2 separate regions of the Bicyclus anynana genome follow, and region 2 is linked to region 1. The links are chromatin contacts, called in public Hi-C maps. All regions are on one chromosome and are shown on one strand. Each heading gives the region's core, a stretch centred on a gene start, on an enhancer-like site or on the middle of the called end of the contact. The rest is flanking DNA. Distances are from core to core; before and after follow the strand shown. Region 1 holds the start of LOC112057845 (serine/threonine-protein kinase minibrain). Region 2 overlaps LOC112057845 (serine/threonine-protein kinase minibrain).

Region 1 (5,381 bases), core at 2,111-4,610:
TGTTATATGAAATACACTATAGTCATTTCACACTTATTAATAATTATAATTAACTTGTTCTTGAATTAATAATAATATAATTTGATTAATAAGCTAAGAACAATAATTAGACATAGTTAATATATTTTGAATAACATTTTGTACAATAACAATCATTTAAAATACCTACATAACTTATGAAATGACATGCATTTTCTACCTTAATTTCTAATTTGTTTGTCGGTAAGCAGTTTACATAGAGTATGGCTTTAATAAAGGAATAGTCACTATGCATTCAAATTGTATAAAATTTAAAATACCAATACAGTTTTATAATGATTCCTCACAGCAGACAGTTCATCTATGATGTGCACACCACTGGAACTTGCAAGCCTGGTCTGACCCAATAATATTTGTCAAATTCTTGTTTTCTTTGCTATGGAAACACAAGTAATATTCCTCTATCCCCTTTAGCAATAAAGCAAAAGGTGTGAACAGAAAGGTTGATAGACAGCTAATTGGTGTACAATTGTCAATCAAATGATACGATTTTGACATCCTGGACCATATTCTCACCAATATATTTAACTCCTCCATCCTTAACCTTGACAGTGAATACATTTGAGCCTGACACAGGGGTGTTAGAATCCGAAAATCAAGTTAACTGGTAACTTAAAATTAGCAACAAGTTGATGGCACACATCACAACAGCAAAAAATATTGAATTGCATTGTTTTTTTTTTTACACAAATCAGCGTGTAACTTGTTATGTTTTTTGAGAGAATGCAATGGATACTTTTTATCTGTCTAGATATACTTCTTTGAGTAGGTGTCGCTAACAGTCCTCTGTGCAGAATATAAAATGAGTACACTGACACGTGTTATGTTTAAATACAGCTGGACTGAACAAAGTGTTGCGTACATTGGCTGCCAGCAACACTTCACACTCGGTAACCTGGATGGCCTGCTAAGCTTATGGAGTGAGTACGGCTGGCTGGTGTGACTACAGCACCAATGGACTTACGTACAATGGCTAGCATTGTACAGAAAAGGCTCGGTAAAAACATACCTCCAAGCAATTTAGTGTTCCAGTATGATGTTGTGTTAAAACCGAAAGGGTTGTGGAATTTCATTCTACTCCTAACAAGTTAGCCTGCTTCCATCCAAGATTGCATCATCACTTACCATCAGGTGAGATTGTTAAATAAAAAAAAAAGAAAAAGGCCCAGAATTAACAAAAAGATACTTCTAAAGCCAAAAAAGCCTGTGCTAGTTGTGAGTTAGCAACAAGTCATAATAATACACTATTAGACTGCAAACTTGCTTAGCAACTAATCAATTGTGAATAAACAGGAAATACCTATAGTAATCATCATAGAGCCAGTATGCAAGGTCCAGTTAGCTAATAAAAGTTATCTAAATAATGCAATATATTTTTATCTTCTTATCACAACCTTCTTACAAATTTTACAAGTAGTGTAGTTACTGTGAAAATATTGCATAGTCCTTGGGTTCTGTATTTATAAAAGATAGCAGCAGATGAAGTATTTATTGGTACAAAACAGTTGTACAACATTACAATTATTTATGTTTGTCGACAATTTTATGATTTTCACAGATAGAACTTGCACTTTAGGTTTTGTTATCAAGTTTAAACTTTATTAAGGCTGAATCACACAAATACTTTTGAATAAAGGCTGTTACTATTTGAAAGGATAATTTAAGTTTTTCAAACTATATAAAATAAATAAATGAATGGCCAAATGTGTTGCTAAGCATAACACATGAGAATGGTCCAAACAATTGGGATAATTTTTATATAGGCTGGTCAATTTAGTTTACACAATGTCAAGAAATATAGAATTAATGCAGCAATTAAATTTTGCCATTATGTTTATGACAGAATCTTTTCTATGTAAACAAAGTATAGACTTCAAAATTAATGTTTTAATGTTGTTTCCTTATTTATGGCACCAATCACATTTACCTTGATAACAAATAAATGTTTGTAGGGCACATTTGATATCATACATCATGTCAAAACTTTAAAACTTCTTGTACTACTGAATATTTCTGATTTCATACAAAACTGTAAAGAGTTGTAAATTTGCAAATATGAGGGCTGTTTGATGTACAATTACTAATATTGAATGCCTGGCTGCAAGTTGTTTACAATATGTTACTGGGGAATATTCAAAAAATATATATTAGTGACACTAGCCATATTTTTTATATAATAGCAAATAGTGAAAAAGGTGAATATTTAGGGAAAGGCTAATGATCATCATCATCAATGTGAGGGCCTATTTTACACTACAGGCCTAGGCCTTTCTCCGTAAAACAGGTGCGATATGGAGTTTAGACCCACCATGCTGCAACAATAAGAGTTGGCGGGCGAAGGGGTACTTACATTTATTTTTGGCATTCTCGTCCATGAGCATGTTGAAGTGGTGATGGCGGTTCCACGCTGCCATTTTGCCTTCGTGCGGAGCCCCGAGAAGCACCAGGGCCGCCCCAGCGGGCCCAACTCCGTCTAGGGGCTCCAGTGTCCTCAGTACACTACAACTTTGTCACACACTCATAACCCAAGGAACATAATATTTAGCACTCGTACACTGGCTCAAGGCGCCGTCTCATCGGACGGCGGTGTCATCCGCACATGCCTCCGCACTTCCGCACGCACTCGAAGCTGCACTCGCGGGTAAACACGATCCACCTCCGCCGCTCCGCACTGCGACTGGCGCGTACCAGCCCGCCACCCAAACACTCGGCCGCGTCACGTGGGCACCGACACCGAGCGCACTCGGCACCCTCTGCACCCAAGGACCCACACAACAACAACTATTGCACTACACCAAAAAATCTATTTCGGTTTATGAAAATGAATGAATGCAACCGAACGCGCCGCGACGGGAAAGAGCAAGACGGACGACACGATTTCCCTTCTTCGATCCGATCCTTGCGGGCTCGAATCGAACTCGCGGGCCGCGAACAAAATAATAACAAATGTGCATGAGATGCTTGGTAAATTATGTGCACGTGGGTTGCGTCACAGTATCGAACTTACTTTAATAACACTATACCGAATTATTTGTAGCGATTTCAAAATCGTGACGGAATCTCTCTGTTCACGGCTGCAATAGCAGGCTTGTGAACATTTTCAAATTTTTATGAAATGCGAACTACACCATTATACATCAATATCAAAAGCGATTGATAGATAACACGTTTCATTAGAGTAATTATAGTCATTAACTACACTATTTGTAAACAAAACACAGCCTGTGAAACATTCAGTAAAATAATAGTTTACAACAGAAATCGCGAACGCGTTGATCAAGCGCGACAAGTAGGACAAAACATGGCAGACTCGATGAAAAGCACACAACTTTGTCTGTGGTCGTTTTTATTTTTGAACGCTATGGTCGCCAGTACGTTCCATTTTAAAATCGGTTTGGAATAGAGTTTTACAGAATATTTTATAAAATATTACAACGATAAATGTGTTTAAAAGTAAAAAAATCTAGTCAAGATTTTTTAGTATTTGAACATCTAATTGTTCAGAATAAGTAAACGTAAAAAACCTTTATAAAAAGGAATACTAATTACGAAATACGGTGCGTAAAATGAAATTACTTTAGCTTTCACCATAGACAAAAGTGGATATAATCTACATTAATGATCCCATACGCTTGGTAGTTTTAAGATTTTGGTAGAAATTACTTTGTTCTACATGATTAAAATGTTAATGAATGTCTATCTATATCTATTCTATAAATGAATGTGGATAACATAAATATTTTGTAACATTAGTATGTTTTTTTTATGTTTTATAGATTTAGTTTAATTGCACCATACGTATGTATTTGAAATTGTAAAAAAACAGCAAGTAGGACAGTAATTAAAAAAATAGCATGATTTCAAATTTTAAAATTTTAATTGGGTACCTATCATCATACCAACGTTTGAGTATCATATATAACGTACTTATATGTTCTATTTATAATGGAATATTTGCCACACCTTCTAATTAAGAGCAACATTCCCATTCCCCTCCCTTTTCGTCCTATAGTCGGATACGACAATAGTCCAACGGGTGGCAATGGAACCACCAAACCTGGGTAACGAGTTCAACTGCTTATAGTTTACCTATTGAGGCTATTTATAGATGACATGTTGATTCACTAATGATTAATAATAATAGCCTATTTGAGCCGTGATAGCCGACTGGATATGTGCTCTGCTTCCGATTCCGGAGGGAGTTGGTTCGAATCCGGTTCGGGGCATGCACCTCCAACATTTTAATTGTGTACATTTTAAGAAATTAAATATCACATGTTTCAAACGGTGAAGGAAAACATCGTGAAGAAACAGGCACACCAGAGAATTTTCTTATTTCTCTGCGTATGTGAAGTTTGCCAATCCATATTGGGCCAGCGTAGTGGACAATTGCCCTAACCCCTCGGAGACTCTAGCAATGATCCGAATATGGGTTGATAATGATGAATAGCCTTTTAATTTCCATGGAGAATCATGTAACAGACGATGTGCATGCATTTGCTAATGATTAAAAACATTAACCAGTTAGTCCTAACAACTCGTTTAATTATCTATTCACTAAAGTTAAATATAATAATAATGAAGCCATCCATAAATTTTGTCATTCAGTAAGGATTGTTTAAGTGTGACATTGTGTGAGAAAGGGTAGGAGCTGGCTAATAAATAAATATCAAGAAAAAATTTAAAATAAATAGTTACAAAAATCATTACTTCTCCAAAATTTGTTTAATTGGAAGATATGAGAGTCGTGATAGCCCAGCGGACATGACCTCTGCCTCCGTTTCCGGAGGGTGTGGGTTCCAATCCGGTCCGGGGCATATGCATCTCTAACTTTTCAGTTGTGTGCATTTTAAGAAATTAAATATGTGTCTCCAACGGTGAAGGAAAAACATCGTGAGGAAATCTGCATACCAGAGAATTTTTTTAATTCTCTGCGTGAGTGAAGTTTGCCAATCCGCATTGGGCCAGCGTGGTGGACTATTGGCCTAACCCATCTCAGCCTGAGAGGAGACTCGAGCAGCAGTGAACCGAATATGGGTTAATAGTGATAACAACAACGATGTTTATTTTATATCAAAAATTGAACTAGTGCGAGTTGAACTTGCATGAAGAGGCTTCTGAACGATGCTAAATAATATTTTTTGAAATCTGAATCTAAAAAATGTAGACTATTTTTTTTATCTAGATTTAAAACTCATTAAAGTACTCCTACCTGAAAAACATGTTGTTCCACACATTTAAACTGTTTACCAAGTATCGCTCAATATTGAGTAATTCACCATGGGAAAATGGTCAATTTTGTTGATGTTCATAAATAACTTGGAAACCATATAAAGTTGCAT
Region 2 (5,381 bases), core at 1,518-4,017, 83 kb before region 1:
AATTACTGTTGTTACCAATAAAAAATAAGTGGTGCCTCCAACTCGATATTAATATTGTAATACATATTTGAAAACTGAGAGCCGTAATGGCCCAGTGGATATGACATTTGCCTTTGATTCGGAGGGCGTAGATTCGAATCCGGTCCGGGGCGTGCACCTCCAACTATTGACTTATGTGAATTTTAAGGAATTAAATATCACGTATCTTAAACGGTAAATCTCTACGTGTGTGAAGTCTGCTAATCCGCATTAGGCCAACGTGGTAGATTATTGGCCTAACCCCTCTCATTCTGAGAGGAGACTCGTGCTCAGCAGTGAGTTGATGATGGTGATGATTTGTAAACTAAGTCTACTTGAAATAAGAGACTTAATTTATGCGACACTAAAACGTTTAATATATCTAAACTGATAAATACTTCTATAATATCTTAATATTTTTAATATCTAAATCTTATGTACATCTAGATCCTACCAAAAATTAATTATACAATATTTTATTAAGCAACTGACGTAGTGGATTACTCATAAGACGGTAACGGTATAGGAGGTACGGCTTATCAGTCTAGACATGACGTTAGAAATCTGTTTACACTCTCGTATCATTTGTGTACAAGACGTGGGTCATCGCATTCTCCGGCCTAGTTACAAATATCAATATTTTTATACATAACTTTTCAATTATTAGTTCTCTTATAGTTTCGACTAAACTAAACCCCCTCGCACATCCCTACTCGGATGATGTCAGGCGGAAACCTTTATCAATCGTACCGTTTGTAAGTGGTAGGAACCATTAGTATTTGACATGCAATAACCCTTTGTTGTTGGCCTTGCATCATATCATAAGTTTTATTTACGTATTTAATAAATTAGCGGAAACGACAGACACTGTAGCAACCTAACTTTAGCATATGCGAAATTTTTGTTTTTCATGAAAACACAATCAAGTTTTTTCTTGTAAGTTTACTTATTCACAAAATTTCATCGAACATGATCCAGCTAGGTACCTAAGCAGCTGGCACATCCTTTTACCATCTTTGGACTGAGAACTTTAGAAAATTTCTTAGAATACAGAAAAAGCTCAACATTTAAAAGTTCAGTCCTGGATTTCAATCCAGGACGATCCGAGGCTATATAGGCTTAATCATTGGAGCAGTTTGAACACTTATAATATAACCTGATAACAAATATTATTATTATGTTTAGGTTGCCTGGAAGAGGTCACTATTAGTGATAAGGTCGCCTTTTGCCTAAAAATTGATGTGTTCTTTTGTTATTTTCTTTTTATGTGCAATAAAGTTATTATAAATATATAAATAAATATTATCGTTATAGTCGTCGCTCTTCGTCCTAAATGAAAGACAATGAAAGTGCTCTATGACAGTACATTTATAATAAATAGCCAATAATGTCGTTGAAAACAACCGGACCTTAGACGAAAAGGTGGTGACTAAAACAAATGGGGAATTTCCGTGTGGTCAGTCTTAACCGCTAATTAACGCAAGGAAACACAATTCTTGTTGTCCGCCGATCTTTACCGTGTGTTGGGTAATTTAAAAATATATTAACACAACATTTTTATAGGAGAAGTGATTAATTAGAGTAGTTCATCGTAATCATGGTAAATAATAGTTTTTTTAGGTAGCATTTAACGGACAGGATACAGAACAACAGCTCCTAGCTATTGACGGAACGGTAAGCGCATGCCGAGGCACGGCGTCGTGAATATTTACTTATTTTGCATACTAACATTAGTTAAGGAGATGGTGGCAGGAATATTGGAATCACTTGAAAACAAGGAACATTATAACAATATTACTTTTTTAATACTTTTAATTTTATATTAATACATCGCCGAACTAATCACCCAGAAATCGTGGTTCAATCTTGGCTGGCTGAACTATTGTAGCACTAACACTAACACTTGTTTTTTCCGTTTAGTTGGAGGGGAATGGGAATAGTAGTCATATTATTTGAATGATATGCCATATATTCTTAAAAAAAAGCGCGGGTAAACTTTGCTTCGCGACGTTGCATCACCGTGGGGCTCGTAAACGACTCAAGCGCATGCCATTCATCCGGTCGCATCCGGCTAGCAACAGTTTAGGACAAGAATTTTCTTTAAATACTTTTTTTAAATTTATCGTAAGGACATTAGGATATTCAGACCTAAAATTTGAGCTCCCTACACCACCAACCCCTAATATTATTATTGAATTAAAAAAAACACAATAGGTTAGTTAATCTGTAATTTAGGGTCAGGATAATTTCAAGAAAAAGTTTGACTTCATATAACGTTATGGGGCATGTAAAGATGTTAACTGTAGATTGGCGGGGTGCCCCACTCCTGCTGTTTTTGAGAAAATCCAAAAAAAAATTTGAAACGCGTTTTTCTCCGAATCTATGGGTTTCAGGGAAAATTTTATTGAACAAAAAATGTAGAGGACAATGTGAACTACATTTTTTGTCATTGGAGCAACATCATACGACTAAAAATACAAACAGTAGGTGGCGCTGAAGTGTACAATGCCCGTGGTTCAGGTATTCTTATTTTTGCTGCACCATTTTTTTTGATTCATAATGTAAACTTAAAAAAAATATTTTTCAAAAAACATTTTGATTAACATTTAAGATGTAAGGCCAAACAATGGGTGAGTTCCGTTAGTGAAGTCCAAGGGAACGGATGGATCACCTAGTAGGGCTGAAATGTCCACGGTCTCCGCTAGTATGAACAACGGTGCGGCGCGCGGTGTCGCGACGTTGCGTCACCGGGCGGCTCGGGCCCGTAACCGACTCACGCGCACGCCATTCATCCGGCCGGCCCGGCCAGGCGGCTAGCAACAGTCTAGTTACAGCAGTCACTCGTGTGCCGCATCTAGCGCCGTTTCCGTCTCGTTTGTGTGAGCAGAATATGCTTATTAGCCGGTAACAGGGTTAGCTCCAACACTCGCCTCCGACGAGCTTCCGCCTGCTAATGAACCTAAAGGATGGATTTAATTAAAATAATTAACAGAGAAACGTTAAAATCGCGCACGTTTATTATTATAATTCAGAGTTAACTGTTATCTTGGAAATTCATGGTATATTTTCTCAAGAGAAAGCCGCCCGTCACAGTTTGATATGCAAACGTGAAATTGTTATCTGACGAAGTCTAAAAAGGGAACATAAAAATTATTATCTTTCACACACTTCAGATTTTAACGCATGTTTTTAAAAACAAGATATATTTAAGCCAAATCTACTTTTATTTGAGTAAAAGGTTTTATACTAATTAATACTAGCAGACGCCACGCGGTTTTACCCGCGTAGTTCCCGTTCCCGTAGGAATACGAGGATAAAATAGAACCCGGGGAAAGTATAGCTTCCTAAGGGTAAAAAAAGTAATTTTCAAATTGGTTTAGTAATTTCGGAGACTATTCAATACAATCAAACAATCAAATCTTTCCTCTTTATAATATTACTTAGTATAGATAACATAGACCAGTGAATCGATTGCTATTAGAATTTAGCCAAGTTAAATAATCACCAATGGTTTTTCACATATACCTGTCTTTTGCGTGTTTTTTTCGTTCCTATTCCAAAAGTGCCTAATGAAAAACAAAATAATTATATATATTCAAAAGCCTTAATAGTTCCAATGTTAAAGGTAGGACTTGGTTCCTGTTTCCCATTCCCATCGGCTGGACTTATGTCGACACTCCTAACAGCATTTTCCGACTAATTGGAGGGGAACAGGAATATTGGTCATATTAAAAAAAAAATTAACAAATGTTGCTTTTTTCTATAAAAAAAAAATAATAAAAAAAAAACAATATTAGCATGTATATCAAGATGAGTGCGACCCCATCAGCAAACAAAACGCTGTATCGGCCCCCAGTCACAATGACGATTAAATTTATCGAACACGACGTCAAAGCGCACAGACATAACACACAAGGACACAACACAACACAACAAACAGGTAATTACTGTTTGTTATAGCAACAGTCATTGTTTCCCGATCGGAACACCGACAATGCGCCCTTCGGGTGTAAATGTCGTCGGGTAATTGGGTGAAACAATTGATTTTAGACGTCGCCTCCAGGATGCCGGATGAACGTGAATCGCTTTATTGTGCACAACAAATTTATACACGGCTAAAAGATTGGAACGAGATATCAAAAGAATCATTGTATTGTCCTTCTAAAACTAAAGTCTCCTTGGCAAACCTTGTAAGACGGGGAAATATATTCGTAAGAAACAGTTAAGTACGGTATAGGAATGGTTCTGTACAAGCATAAGATTTAACAATATACTTTTTATTTAAAAAATTGTAACACAGCGATTGTTGAGGTTAACCCGTATTCTTTTAAAAAAAAAATATTTTATTTTTATTCATAATGGCAATAGAAATACACATTAATTTCAATTGTCTATATTTGATGGTTCATGAGATATACGAGTAGTACAAAGAGCGGAGTCTACGTAAAATTATCCACCGTTGGCACTCTTGGATGTATGACATACTTTTACTTCAGGGAAAAACTTCCGGGAAAATAGAAAATAAAACACATAAAATTGTGAAATATATCCACCCATACCATTCAATATTCAATGGCAATGACAGGTGTTTGTTTTTAAGAGAAACGTAAGATAGAATAACCTACACATTCCCATAGATATAGACCACGTTTTTTTACTAGCGACTCTTCCTTAGCTTCATTGCACTCTCACCAATCATTTTATACAAGTACGTCAAATATATCGAATATTTTTGTTTTCATACACCCGTACCGTTTTGTTTAAACAATAATGTATTGATAACGCATTGACATATCAATTCATCCCGTATCAAAATACGCGTACCTATCGCGTTGCGTTGGTGCCCGAGCGGAGCGGCATCGCCGGTGGGAAGGTGATCCCGCCGTATCGGGACGGATGTTTACACAACAGATAGGCTAACTTTCTGCAGTTTATTAACCCCGTGACTTTGTATCCATTCGGTGTGCGATTGAGGTCGTTTGCCCGCGTTGGGACCGCGTCTTACGCCATTCTCAAATGGAAGTGGGACATTATTGTTGAGCCGTGAATAATCCTGTCCGCTTTCGATCCTAATCAGTTACTACACGTAACCGATTAGGATCGAGAACGGACAGGCTAATCGAGTGTAACGCTGTCTTGTTGTAGGTAAACCAAACAAAATCCAAATCGGATAAGTAGATTTTTCGAATTTACGAACTTATAGTTAGGGTTGCCAGGTCGCCAAGCCGGACAGATTAGTAAGTTTGGCCGGACATTAGGGTTGAAAGGCCGGACACTCTCATGCTGACACATTATTGAGGAATTTGTGTCTCTGTAGATATAGTACGATAAAAAAATGTACTGCATAATTATTATAAATATTG

The links. Hi-C and Micro-C count contacts between places; a contact is called where the count stands out from the background.
Region 2: a Hi-C map of whole body shows a contact between it and region 1, with 1.8 times the contacts expected there. The contact joins the enhancer-like site here to the promoter of LOC112057845 in region 1. A contact is called at or near these places in 2 of 2 Hi-C or Micro-C datasets (whole body and whole larva).

Annotation. Positions count from the first base shown.
Region 1 is chr16:12,140,507-12,145,887 of ilBicAnyn1.1, reverse strand. LOC112057845 (serine/threonine-protein kinase minibrain) reads right to left here and starts at 3,360. Exons shown (of 13, transcript XR_008251528.1): 1 at 2,390-3,360.
Region 2 is chr16:12,222,602-12,227,982 of ilBicAnyn1.1, reverse strand. All of the region lies in intron 3 of LOC112057845 (serine/threonine-protein kinase minibrain), which reads right to left. Among protein-coding and RNA genes, the nearest start is that of LOC112057845, 83 kb to the right of the region's middle. Within about 2 kb of position 2,767, at least 8 of the 8 cell types and tissues checked have open chromatin away from gene starts, as enhancers often do.